Linked DNA regions of Oryctolagus cuniculus: region 2 is linked to region 1. A link is a contact called in public Hi-C data. All regions are on one chromosome and are shown on one strand. Each heading gives the region's core, a stretch centred on a gene start, on an enhancer-like site or on the middle of the called end of the contact. The rest is flanking DNA. Distances are from core to core; before and after follow the strand shown. Region 1 has its middle 29 kb from the start of NIFK. Region 2 has its middle 100 kb from the start of PCLO.

Region 1 (5,940 bases), core at 2,034-4,533:
CAACCGGGACAGAATCCGGCGCCCCGACCGGAACTAGAACCTGGTGTGCCGGCGCTGCTAGGCGGAGGATTAGCCTAGTGAGCCGCGGCGCCGGCCGTTTCTTTGTTTTTCTAATATGGACTACTCTGTATTTTCCCGTTTGTACCATGGGACTATTTCTTGGGATTCACCCTAGCTGGAAATGGGACTCCGTAAAGCAGTGTCCGTGCCGACCATTTTTCCTCCCACTGATTCTAACCCCCATGCCCACTTCACAAAGCCGAGGCCTCAATGGCAGCGGAGGCAGGAGGCGTGTGAGGGGCATCTCCGGAAGCCAGATCGTCTTCCCGCCGTTCTGGGGCACAGCCCTTCCGCTCCCCGATCCTGGGCATGTGCACGAGGGGAGGAAGACGCCGAGTGGCCCGTCTCCAGGAGCTTCCTTGCTCTGACTGCTGCATGAGTCCTCGCTGGAAAAGAAACTCTGAGGCGCCCCTGGCCTGATTCGGAGCCCCACTGGGGTCCGCAATTTCAGCCACCTGAGTGAGACTCTGGTGTGGAGCGAATCAGCAACACCACCACAAACCAGAGCTGGCGCAGCCCCACCCCTCGGCCACGCTGGTTTCCTAGCCCGAGAGCCGCTAAGGGAGAGAGCCCCTGGCACTCTGTCTCCTTCAGCCTTGGGCCCAGGCTGCACAGCCACCCGCCTCCCACAGCAGGCAGCCAGCTGAGTGAGGACGGTCCTGGAGAGAGATGTGCCAGGTGCCGAATTGCTTAGGGAAAAGGCAGAGGAGACGGTCACCTGAGGTCCCTGTGGGGATTAGGGCCGGGGCATCACTGAGAAACGGAAGGAGGGTTGGGGCGCCCAGGCCACTGTTGCTTCCTAGCTTTGTGCATCCGCCCTCTGGCTTCCCTGGAGTTCACCACCTTTGCCCACCACCAACCCTTGGGATGTGAATGGAGGGCCCCCAGCAGGAGGTCTTGCCCCAGAGTCTGAGATCCAGGCTGCAGGACCCGACACGTCGTGGACTCTTGCTGGAACAGCTGCAGGCAGGCACTATTTTTATAGGGCCTCTGAGCGGCTAGTGGCCCTGTCATCACCACAGGGCCTCCTAGCCTGGGAATAAAGCCAACCTCCAAAAAGTAAAAGCAAGAGATAGGAGGAGCCGGCACTGTGGTGTAGTGGGTGGGGCTGGCACCTGTGGTGCCAGCATCCCATATGGGCACCAGTTCGAGTCCCTGCTGCTCCACTTCTGATCCAGCTCTCTGCTATGGCCTGGGAAAGCAGTGGAAGATAGCCCAGGCCCTTGGGTCCCTGCACCCACGTGGGAGACCCAGAGGAAGCTCCTGGCTCCTGGCTTTGGATGGGCGCAGCTCCTGCCATTGTGGCCAATTGGGGAGTGAACCATCGAATGGAAAACCTCTCTCTCTGCCTCTCCTTCTCTCTCTGTATAACTCTTTCAGATGAATAAATAAATCTTAAAAAAGAGAGAGAGAGAGAGTTGGAAGGAGACACATTCCTGACACCCTTGTTTGCGTACCTTGATTCTGCCATGCCCGAAATCCCCTGGGCATTTCAGTAAGATGTGTTAATAATCCACCCCCCTCCAATCTAGTTTGAATTTGATTTCTGTCGTAGGCAGTAAAAACATCCTAAATCAAGCCACAGACTCTTTTTAAAAAGATTTATTTATTTATTTATTTATTTATTTGAAAGTCAGAGTTACACAGAGAGAGAAGCAGTGGCAGAGAGAGAGAGAGAGAGAGAGAGAGAGAGAGAGAGAGGTTTTCCATCTGCTGGTTCACATCTGCAATGGCTGGAGCTGCGCCCATCCAAAACCAGGAGCCAGGAGCTTCCTCCGGGTCTCCCGCATGAGGGAAGGGGCCCAAGGACTTGGGCCATCCTCTACTGCTTTCCTAGGCCATAGCAAAGAGCTGGATCGGAAGTGGAGCAGGCGGGACTAAAACTGGCGCCCATATGGGATGCCAGCACTGCAGGTGGTGGCTTTACCCGCTACGCCACAGCGCTGGCTCCAAGACTTTTTTTTTATACTTGAGAGGTAGAGTTAGAAAGAGAGAGAGAGAGGAAGGAAGGAAGGAAGGAAGGAAGGAAGGAAGGAAGGAAGGAAGGAAGGAAGGAAGGAAGGAAGAAAGAAAGAAAGAAAGAAAGAAAGAAAGAAAGAAAGAAAGAAAGAAAGAAAGAAAGAATCTTCTATTTGGTGGTTCACTCCCCAGATGGCCACAATGACTAGAGCTGAGCCAATCCAAAGCCAGGAGCCAGGAGCTTCTTCCAGGTCGCCCACGTGGGTGCAGGGGCCCAAGCACTTGGGCCATCTTCCACCACTTTCCCAGGTGCATTAGCAGGGAGCTGGATCGGAAGTGGAGCAGCTTGGACTGGAACCAGTGCCTATGTGGGAAGCCAGCATCTCAAGCCCAGGTTTACACACTATGCCACAACGCCAGCCCCCAGATTTTTATTTAAACTGCAGATTCAAAATAATTGTAGGAGCTCAAGTGCCATGGAGGGAAGGAAGATGTGCCATGGAGGGAAGGAAGAAGCCCTGGTCCTGCGGGAGTGGACCAAAGAACTTTCCTGTGAGCCCTAGCAACCGGGCATCAGAGGCCTCCTTCTGTGTCTTCTGGGCAGCAGGTGTTGTTGCCGTCACACCCTTCAGAGCACTTTGGAGAGTCTCAGCAGGCTCTGAGGACAGGGCTGGCACTTGCTAATAAAATGCAAGGCAGCCCCCACACACTCTGTCCACACTTAGTGTGGCAGAAGACCCCTCCACCTGGTTACATTGTAAGCATGGTCTGCATACTTCAGCCTGTCTTTCCTTGTTCTGCATTCCCACCGCTGCCTGTTTATCACAGAGCAGGTACTCTGAGGAATTTCCCAGCACCCAACAGGAATGCTGACCTTCTGTGGTAACAGCCTGGGAGTGTGAGGCCATCACCGCCACTTGTAAAGGAGCGTGAGGCTGCAGTTGACTGCTCCACCAGATGCTACATGGATCAGGCAGCCAGGGCTTTACCAGTGGTAGCATTTTTCTTTATGTTTTCCTTCCCAAAGTCATGTTTTCAGAAATTACAAATTTGTTCTGCTTTCCAATGCATAGAAGCATCCCACATGTACTTCAAAAACAAGAAGGCTTTCAAATCACTTTATTCATGGAATTTGCTGCTGGGGAGGTTGGTGTTACTTAAAATACATCCCAGCTCCTGGTAGAAGCTTTTAGTGTACTTATCTCATATGTGGGCCCATAAGATATTCATGTGTGACTGTGAGGTTTGCTTTATTTTGTTCATGCAAAACTACCAGGCAGACAAGCAGAGACTGAGGCCCAGATGACTGGCTCAAGGTGGCAGCACTCGTATGAGGATGTGCCATGAAATGATATGTATCATAAAAATGAAATCAAAAAGTAAGCTTATTTTGGTGTGAAAAAAAATTCATGAATTTTTTTCATCAAAAAATCATGAAAATGTATATTATGAAAAAACTATGCATGGATTTCAAATTTTTCACCAAAATAAACTATCTTTTGTTTTTATTTTCCATATATGTTTGGAACCACTCTCATATGCAGGCAAAGGAGTATCCCCTATATTTGTTGGGCCAAAGTCCTATGTTCAGTAACTTCCTGCCACTTGCTCCCTCTTAAATAAAAGAATGGAAAACTTTTTAATTTAATTTAAATAGGTAAAAACATTGTAAATGATGTCCCCCTTCTTGGTACTCTTAAAGCATTCATTATCTTTGCCTCTCCTTGTAAAAAATCAAAGCCAAGTATCTAGCCTCGTGGTTCAATTCCCCAGCTCTGATTGTCGACTCCAGTTTTCTGCTAATGCAGACCTTGGGAGACAGCTATGATGGTTCAAATAGTTGCTTTCCTGCTACTCATGTGGGAGACCTGGATGGAGTTCCCAGCTCCTGGCTTTGGTCCCACCCAGTCGCAGTTATTTTTGGTATTTAAGTAGTAAACTGATAGATAGGAGCTTGCTCACTCTCTGCTTTGCAAATAAAAAGATAGCTTTATTTTTTTTTAAATCAGCTTTATGGAAATATAATTTACATGCAAAACATTTTATTTGAAAACTTAAAGTGTGCCATTGAATGAGTTCTGACAAATGCACATGCTTGGGCAGCCAGCACTTCAATCAAGATGCAACATTTTCCAGGTTCTAGTCCCGGTTGGGGTGCCGGGTACTAGTCCTGGTTGCTCCTCTTCCTGTCCAGCTCTCTGCTGTGTCCTGGGAGGGCAGTGAAGGATGGTCCAAGTGCTTGGGTCCCTACAACCGTATGGGAGACCAGGAGGAAGCACCCGGCTCCTGGCTTCAGATAGGCGCAGCGCTGGCTTTGGCGGCCATTAGGGGAGTGAACCAATGGAGGAAGACCTTTCTCTCTGTCTCTCTCTCGCTGTCTATAACTCTACCTGTCAAATAAAAAAATAAATTTAAAAAAGATGCAACATTTTCATCAACCCCAAAATACACCTCCAGCTTCTTTGCCAGCAGGCTCCTCCCCTCACCCCTGGCTTCTGGCAACCCTGATCTTATTTCTGACCCTACAGTCAGCCTTTCCTGTAATCCCATATGCCAGACATCACACAGCAGGGACTTGTTTTTAATGTTTCTCAGAGCGTGACCCTCTCCAGAGCATCCCTGTGCCACAGCGTGTGCTTTCATTGCTTGGGGCTTCTTCCTTCCTTCCTTCCTTCCTTCCTTCCTTCCTTCCTTCCTTCCTTCCCTCCTTCCTTCCTTTTTCTTCCTTCCTTCATTTCTCTTTCTCTACTTTTCCTTCCTTCCTTCCTTCCTTCCTTCCTTCCTTCCTTCCTTCCTTCCTTCCTTCCTTCCTCTCTCTTTCTCTCCTTCCTTCCTTCCTTCCTTCCTTCCTTCCTTCCTTCCTTCCTTCCTTCCTTCCTTCCTTCCTTCCTTTCTTTCTTTCTTTCTTTCTTTCTTTCTTTCTTTCTTTCTTTCTTTCTTTCTTTCTTTCTTCTTTTGAAAGACAGTTAGAGAGAGGCAGAAAGAAAGAGAGAAGGCTTCCATCTGCTGGTTCATTCCCCAAATGTCCACAACAACCACAGCAGGGCTGATTAGGAGCCAGGAGTTTCTTCCAGGTTTCCCACTCAGGTACAGAGGCCCAAGAATCCGGGCCATCTTCTACTGCTTTCCCAGGCCATAGCAGAGAACTGGATCAGAAGTGGAGCAGCCGGGACTTGAACCGGCGTCCATATGGGATGCCAGCACTACAGGCGGAGGGTTTACCGCCACTGGAGGTTTTCTACTGTGTGAATGAAGCCTGGGTTTTGCCATTCGCCAGGTGATGGTTGTTTGAATTGATTCCAGTTTTGTACAATTTTTTTCAGATGCATTTATTCATTTGAAAGGCTATCAGAGAGAGAGAGAGAGAGAGAAGAGAAAGAGAGATTTTCCATCTGCTAGTTTACTCCCCAAATGGCCACAAAAGCCAGGGCTAATCTAGGCCAAAGCCAGAAGTCTGGAACTCCATCTGGCTCTCCCATGTGAGTGTCAGGGGTCCAGGTACTTGGACCATCTTTCACTGCTTTCCCAAGTGTATTAGCAGGGAGATTGATCAGAAGTGGAGCAGCGAGGACTTGAACCAGATGGGATGTTGGCATCTGGCATCATAGGCTGTAGCTTAATCTGTTGTATCCAATGCTGGCCCCAAGGGCCTTTGTGTTAATTCACATTCCCCAAGATGTCCTGATGCTCTCCGAAGTTGGAGAACACCGGCCTGAGAATTCTCAGTCTGTCAGGGTATCTCCCCCACACCACACTAAACACAGCCCCACACTGCATGGAACTTGACCCATGCTCCCCTCTGTGTCCTGCACCTGTGTGCTGCACTTCATCATCCTCTAATCCTCCGGACTGTGAGAAATTTTTTTTCATTATTATATGCTTTTTATTTCTTTTTTTTTTCTATTTTGTGTTCTAAATTTA
Region 2 (5,940 bases), core at 1,072-3,571, 560 kb after region 1:
GAACATTGCAATGGGAGAGAGGGAAAGGCCAACCCAGCCTATGCCACTCTCTGCACCTAAAAGCCAGGATAAGATGCTGTGGGAGGGGCTTGGGGCTGGGGTTAGGGAGAGTGCGGGACTCCTGTTCTGGGGGCACAGATGTAGTGCTAGTGGAGTCTCATTCACTATTTCTTACCCAGTTGACTACCTCAGGCTTCTGTCCCTGGGAAGGAGAGCTAGCAACACCCCAGTGGTCAAACTTAAGGAATTTGTCCACTTCACCCCAGTGTCCACTTGCTGCAATTGTCTTTCCTGACGAGGCCAGCAGAGGGCGCTAGGAGCCACACAGGGGAGGCTCTGATCCATTAGTCTCACTTGTAGATGGAACAAGCTGGAGTGATCTGAGAGAGCGGTCCCCGCTACCCTGCACAGAGCACCCTCTAAGATCAGAATTCCTTACACTGATGGTAGGTCTCAAGGTCCAATTCTTACCTGGAGAGGAAGCAGAGGGACTTGCATGTAGCTCAGAAAACTAACTGAGGAAACGGAGGCTCAGAGGGGTTAAGCCACTTGTCTGACATCATCCAGCTCATAGGTTTGAACCTGGTTGGCCTAACTTCAAAGCTGGGGCTGTTATCAACGTGGCTGTTCTAGGTGATTGTTAATGGTGGGTCTTAGACAATGCACCATCCAGGAGGTCAGGTATGCCTTGGTGGTAGTGGTGGTGATGGTGCGGATGTGATAGGCATGTCTGTACCCTCAGGTCACAGCCTGTTCCTTCACCATCCCCTTCTTCCCAGAGGATGCCATATAACCAAAAGGCCAGACAAAAGCCTTTCTGACAATACCATCCTGCTCCCAACTGAGGAAAGCCTGTTTGAACACACTTGCTGTCCCTTCCACTTGGGCTTATTGGAAGTGGAAACTGGCTCTGGACAAGAAAACAACTCTAATGAATCAATCACAGGCATGGTGTGCAGTGGATGCACTGGGGTGACGTCAGGACTCATGGCTGTGATGCCGTTGTTCATAGTTCCCTAATGGTGAGCACAGAGCCACCAAGATTTGAGTGGCAGACAGGGTGCCGTACGAGGAATTTAAGATTTGTCAGAACTCTTTAGCTGAGGGTGGGCCTTAGTCTGGGGTCCAGGGAAGCTCATCTGCCCAAGTTCTCTCAGGGGCACTTTGGGTCTCTGGTGGGGTTGGAAAGGAAAGAAACTCTCTGGGAAAAGCCGCCTGACTCCCAGATGTACGTTTGATGCTGGCGCAGTGACCATTCCCATTGTACACCAGGTGGGGTGGGGGCTCTGAGAGGAGAGGGGTTTGCTTGGCGTCGCACAATCTCGGTGTTGCTCCTGCCTGTGTCTCCCGGGGTCCACTCAGCAGGAACCATGGTGAGAGTAACTTTGCCAGCCGGGCCACTGAATTCATTTCCTGTTGCTGCTATGATGCACGGCTACCAACTGAGTGGTTTGAACCAACACACTTTTCTTGTATTATTGTTCTTTAGGTTTGAAGTTCTCTGGGCTGAAAGCCCATGGTGTGCGTGGGCCTGGTTCCTCCAGGAGGCTTTCGGAGATGATGCGTTTCCCAGGCTTCGTCAGCATTCACAGGCTGCCCGCATTCCTTGGCTCCATCTGCAAAGCCAGTGGCGTGTCTTCTCCAGCTCCCTCTGTCGCTAACACTGACCCTCCTGCCTGGCTTTTAGAAGGACCCTCGTGCTTACAATGGATGCTCCCAGGACACTGCAGGCTCAGCTCCCCATCTCAAGATCCTTAATTCAGGCACATCTGCAAAACCCATTTTTGCCATGGGCAGTCTCACGATCCAGGATCTGGGGATTAGGACACAAATACCTTTGGGGCCATTATTTTCTGTCTGTTACAATCACCCAGAGGGGCTGCAGCTTGGTGTCCTCACAGGCCGAGGGAAGAAATAAGGGAGCACATTTCCCAGTGAAGGCTGAAGGAGCCTCAGAACCGGGAGCAGCTGGAGTCCCCTGATGCCTATCTGACTGCTTCTTGTGTTCCCTCCAAGGCTTCACTTGTGCCTCCCAACAGGTGAGGTGGGCAGAAACTCTGCTCTCAAGGCCAGGGTCCCTGTCGTCTGTTGTCCTCTGGTTAACGTGGCCTGTCTCAAACTTAACAAAGTGAGACTTGGCTGGAGTGCTGTGTAGCCCTCCCTGGAACATGAGCAGTTTACTACATGTCCAGAGTTCCCATGAGCTGATAGATGAGCTGGGGAAATGCTGTGTCAGGTCAGGCTCACTGTGCAGGTGGCACCACAGGAGAGCAGGCCCTGCCCAATCGGGTGAAGTCTCACAGGTCAGGTGGCCCCGTGTGGGCTTGGCTTCTGTGGCTTCCCCAGGGCTGCAGTTCTGTCCTTGCAGGGTGGAAGGTGTCTGAGTGGAGTCTTTGCTCCAAGTAGTTCACTTCTCCCCCTTGTTCCTGAGGGCTACCTGAGCCAGGTGAGGCAAAGGACAGGGGCAGCAGGCTGAGGGCTTGCTGAGGGCATGTGGGGTGCCAAGGCTGCCCAGAGGAGCCTGGGAGAAAATGTGTTAGCAAGCCACCCAAACAGGATGGGGATGAAGGGAGTTCAGGGCAGGGTGGGACTGGCCTTGCCCTGCCTAACCCCGAGCTCACCCCTGTAAGGCTCTTGCAACAAAGGATTTGTCCCCCTGGGGGAGTTGATAACCAACTGTCCCTGAGACCTGAAAAGCAAGGCCTCAGACTGGCTCCCCAGTCCCAGCTGCTCCTTCTAGCTCTGTCCTATCTGGGGTCCAGGGTCTATCCCTGTCCCACAGTATGCCACAGTCTCAGAATATGAAGCCATCAATTCCCCCACCTGCAGAGATGCAAGTTGCAACCCTTGGAGGCAGGCCCCAAAAGGTCTAAAACGTTTCTGCCATGAGGTCTCTTTTCCTTTCCTCTACATCCCTCCCTCCCACCCTCCCTCCCTCCCTCCCTTCCTTCTTTCCCTTCCTTCCCTCCCTCCCTCCCTCCTTCCTTCCTTTTAAATATTTACTTATATACCTGACAGTCAGTTACAGAAGAGGGAGAGGGAGAGGGAGAGGGAGAGGGAGAGGGAGAGGGAGAGGGAGAGGGAGAGGGAGAGGGAGAGGGAGAGGGAGAGGGAGAGGGAGAGGGAGAAGGAGGAGATCTTCCACCCACTAGTTTACTCCCCAGATGGCCACAATGTCCAGGGATGGGCCAAGCCAAAGTCAGGAGCCAGAAGCTTGTTTCAGGTCTCTTACATGGGTGGCAGAGTCCCAAGCACTTGGGCCATCTTCCGCTGCATTTCTCAGGCTCATCAGCAGGGAGCTGGATTAGAAGTGCAGCAGCAGGGACTCAAACCAGTGCCAACATGGGATGCTGAAGTTGCAGGTGGTGATTTTCCCTGGCACCTGAATTCTCTTCTCATCCTCCAATGCATTCCTGCAGAAGTCAGACAAGACAAATCCTGATGTGCCCCAGCCTATAGATGCTGCTTTCCCTGGCTTTTGTGCCCACCACTAGGTGCACCTTCTAAGAGCTGAGAGTGTGTCCACATTCAGCTGCCCCTACTGCCTGTGTCCCCTGCCCCAAACTAGACACCTAAGCCATCCTGAGAAGATGCCAGTTGAACTCAAAACCTTGCAGTCTTGCAGAAATGCTCAGTTTTTAGAAGAGCTCAGTCAATATTAGCCATTATTATGATTTGTGTTTTTTTTTAAAGTATTTATTTATTTGAAAAGATGGGAGAGGAGAGGGAGAGGGAGAGGGAGAGGGAGAGGGAGAGGGAGAGGGAGAGGGAGAGGGAGGGAGAGGTGGAGATGGATCTTCCCTCTCCTGATTCACTCCCCAGCTGGTCACAATGGCCACGGCTGGTCCATATCCAAGCCTAGGTCTCCCAATGCGTAGCAGGGAGCCAAGTACTTGGGCCATCCTGGGCTTCCTTCTCAGGCACATTAGCAGGGAAATGGATTGGAAACAGGGCCCTCTGATATTGGATGCTCCTGTTACAGGTGACAGCTTAACTCAGCCACAACACCAGCCCCAAGTAATGTTCATTTTTGACCCTGCACTGCCACCTGCTGGCAACACAGATTTTGGCTTGTTCAGAGTGAAGATGGAGGAGTAAGGGATGTTTTCCAATGCACAAAGGAGGCAGCAGTTTTCCAATGCACAAAGGAGGCTGCAGAATCTTTGCTTAGTAACTTAGATGTATTGCAACATAACACAGTACATAAATATGTGCAATTTTATACTTCTGTTAGATTTTTTTAACTTTTATTTAATGAATATAAATTTCCAAAGTACAGCTTATGGATTACAATACTTCTGTTAGATTTTTAAAAACTAAATAAAAAAAGAGAAAAGAAAGGCAACTTTGCTCCTTTTGCACACAGGATTAGGGGGCAGAATGTCCCCTTCTTCTCTGGGGCTGTGACTCTTTCCTCCCACCACCAAATCCATCTTGTGGGCTGTGGTCCTGTTGGAAAGGATGTGTTAGAAGAACTCACATTGAGTTGTTACCACTTATGCTAACTTCAGATATTATGCTTTTCTTGGGACATTTGAGGAAAAAAAAGTACTGGAATCCAGGCAGGCACTCGGAAGAAGTGATTCATTAATGGTGAAACTTTAATCTCTGCATTGGTGCTTTGGAGACACAGAGGTAATGGAGCTCTCTCTAAGCATCCCTTGATCTCTGGCTCAGCCTGGGTACAGAGGTGGAGCTGGTAGGACCAATGGGGCATCCTTCATAAAGTGACAGATGTTAGAGTTAGCAGTGACCTGAGACCCCTGACCAACATGATAAACCCATAAAGGAGAAGTGATTTGCCTGCAAGGAATGGACTGGAAACAGAACCTCTCCCAAAAAGACTTAGGTTTAGGTAAATACTCAGACGCTAAGGCTTTTTAGGGGAATCACCAGGTTCAAATCACAAAGACGAGTCTTGCCTCCAAATTCTCCCCTATTCCTTTTCAAAGATGACTTGAGGTCTTGGCAGCCAGGGTGTGATTGCAGCAGGCAGGCACCCCCACACCCCTGCCAGCTCAGTGTTAGATCTGCTGTCCTCATGATCCTGTTCATGACCCTTCTCCAAGAGTTGACCTGGGAGAAATTTGACTACTTGTGTCTGTGAGCTGCATTATGGGTCATTCTGTCAACTTGTTTCCCCTCTGTCTAATTCTTTTGTAGCTGTGCTTAATCTGAGGTTGAAGCCATTTTTCACTTTTAAGAATTTAAGAATTCAATTTTTCATTTTGAGATACTGCATTTGACTGTCAAATCTGTAATTTTAGTCAGTTTTATGTTCCCTGCTTAGTTTTTAATTTCCCTTTTCTATTTCTGTAGACATCTAAAATGCTCAACTTTTTGTTCTACTCCTGATGATCCCACCTTGTGATATCTTTGGTGGTCTAATTCAGAAATCCACTGTTTCTGTTATAGCTGCTTATGATGGAGGAGTCCCTCATATGTTGGCTCGATTTTTCTCCTGTTGCCCTACTTGACTGTGGGAATCCCGAGGGGCCTGTCGGGAGAGAGCTCTGGAGTACAGCCACCTTGGAGACACACTATGATAGTCCTCAGCTCAAGCATTCTTTTTATGAACATTTTATTTGAGAAGCATTTAAAGTTTATAAAACAGAAATTGTGAGGAAGCAACACAAAGGGTTCCTGTATACTCTCCACCTCATTTCCCCCACTAACACCTCATGTTACTATCTTGGCCACAATTAATGAACCACACCCAGCTTCCATATTTTATTTTACCTCTCATATACCCCAGCCTCTACTGATCATTCTGTGTCTAGATGGAGTGTTTTTTTTTTTTAATATTTTTAACCTTGTGATAGTTGTGTTTCTGTGCCTGGCTTGTTGAGTGCTTAATATTATGTCCTCCAGTTCTATCCATTTTGCTACAGGCTAGGGCTAGATTTAGGGTTAAGGCTGGGGTTTGGGCTAGGGCTAGGA

What was found. A called contact is a pair of places that touch in the nucleus more often than the background predicts.
Region 2: a Hi-C map of an unstated tissue shows a contact between it and region 1, with 5 times the contacts expected there. The contact joins two enhancer-like sites. A contact is called at or near these places in 2 of 6 Hi-C or Micro-C datasets (ear pinna and an unstated tissue).

What each region holds. Positions count from the first base shown.
Region 1 is chr3:128,363,253-128,369,192 of mOryCun1.1, forward strand. No RefSeq gene overlaps it. Among named protein-coding and RNA genes, the nearest start is that of NIFK, 29 kb to the left of the region's middle. Within about 2 kb of position 3,284, at least 1 of the 8 cell types and tissues checked has an H3K27ac peak or open chromatin away from gene starts, as enhancers often do.
Region 2 is chr3:128,929,135-128,935,074 of mOryCun1.1, forward strand. No RefSeq gene overlaps it. Among named protein-coding and RNA genes, the nearest start is that of PCLO, 100 kb to the right of the region's middle. Within about 2 kb of position 2,322, at least 1 of the 8 cell types and tissues checked has an H3K27ac peak or open chromatin away from gene starts, as enhancers often do.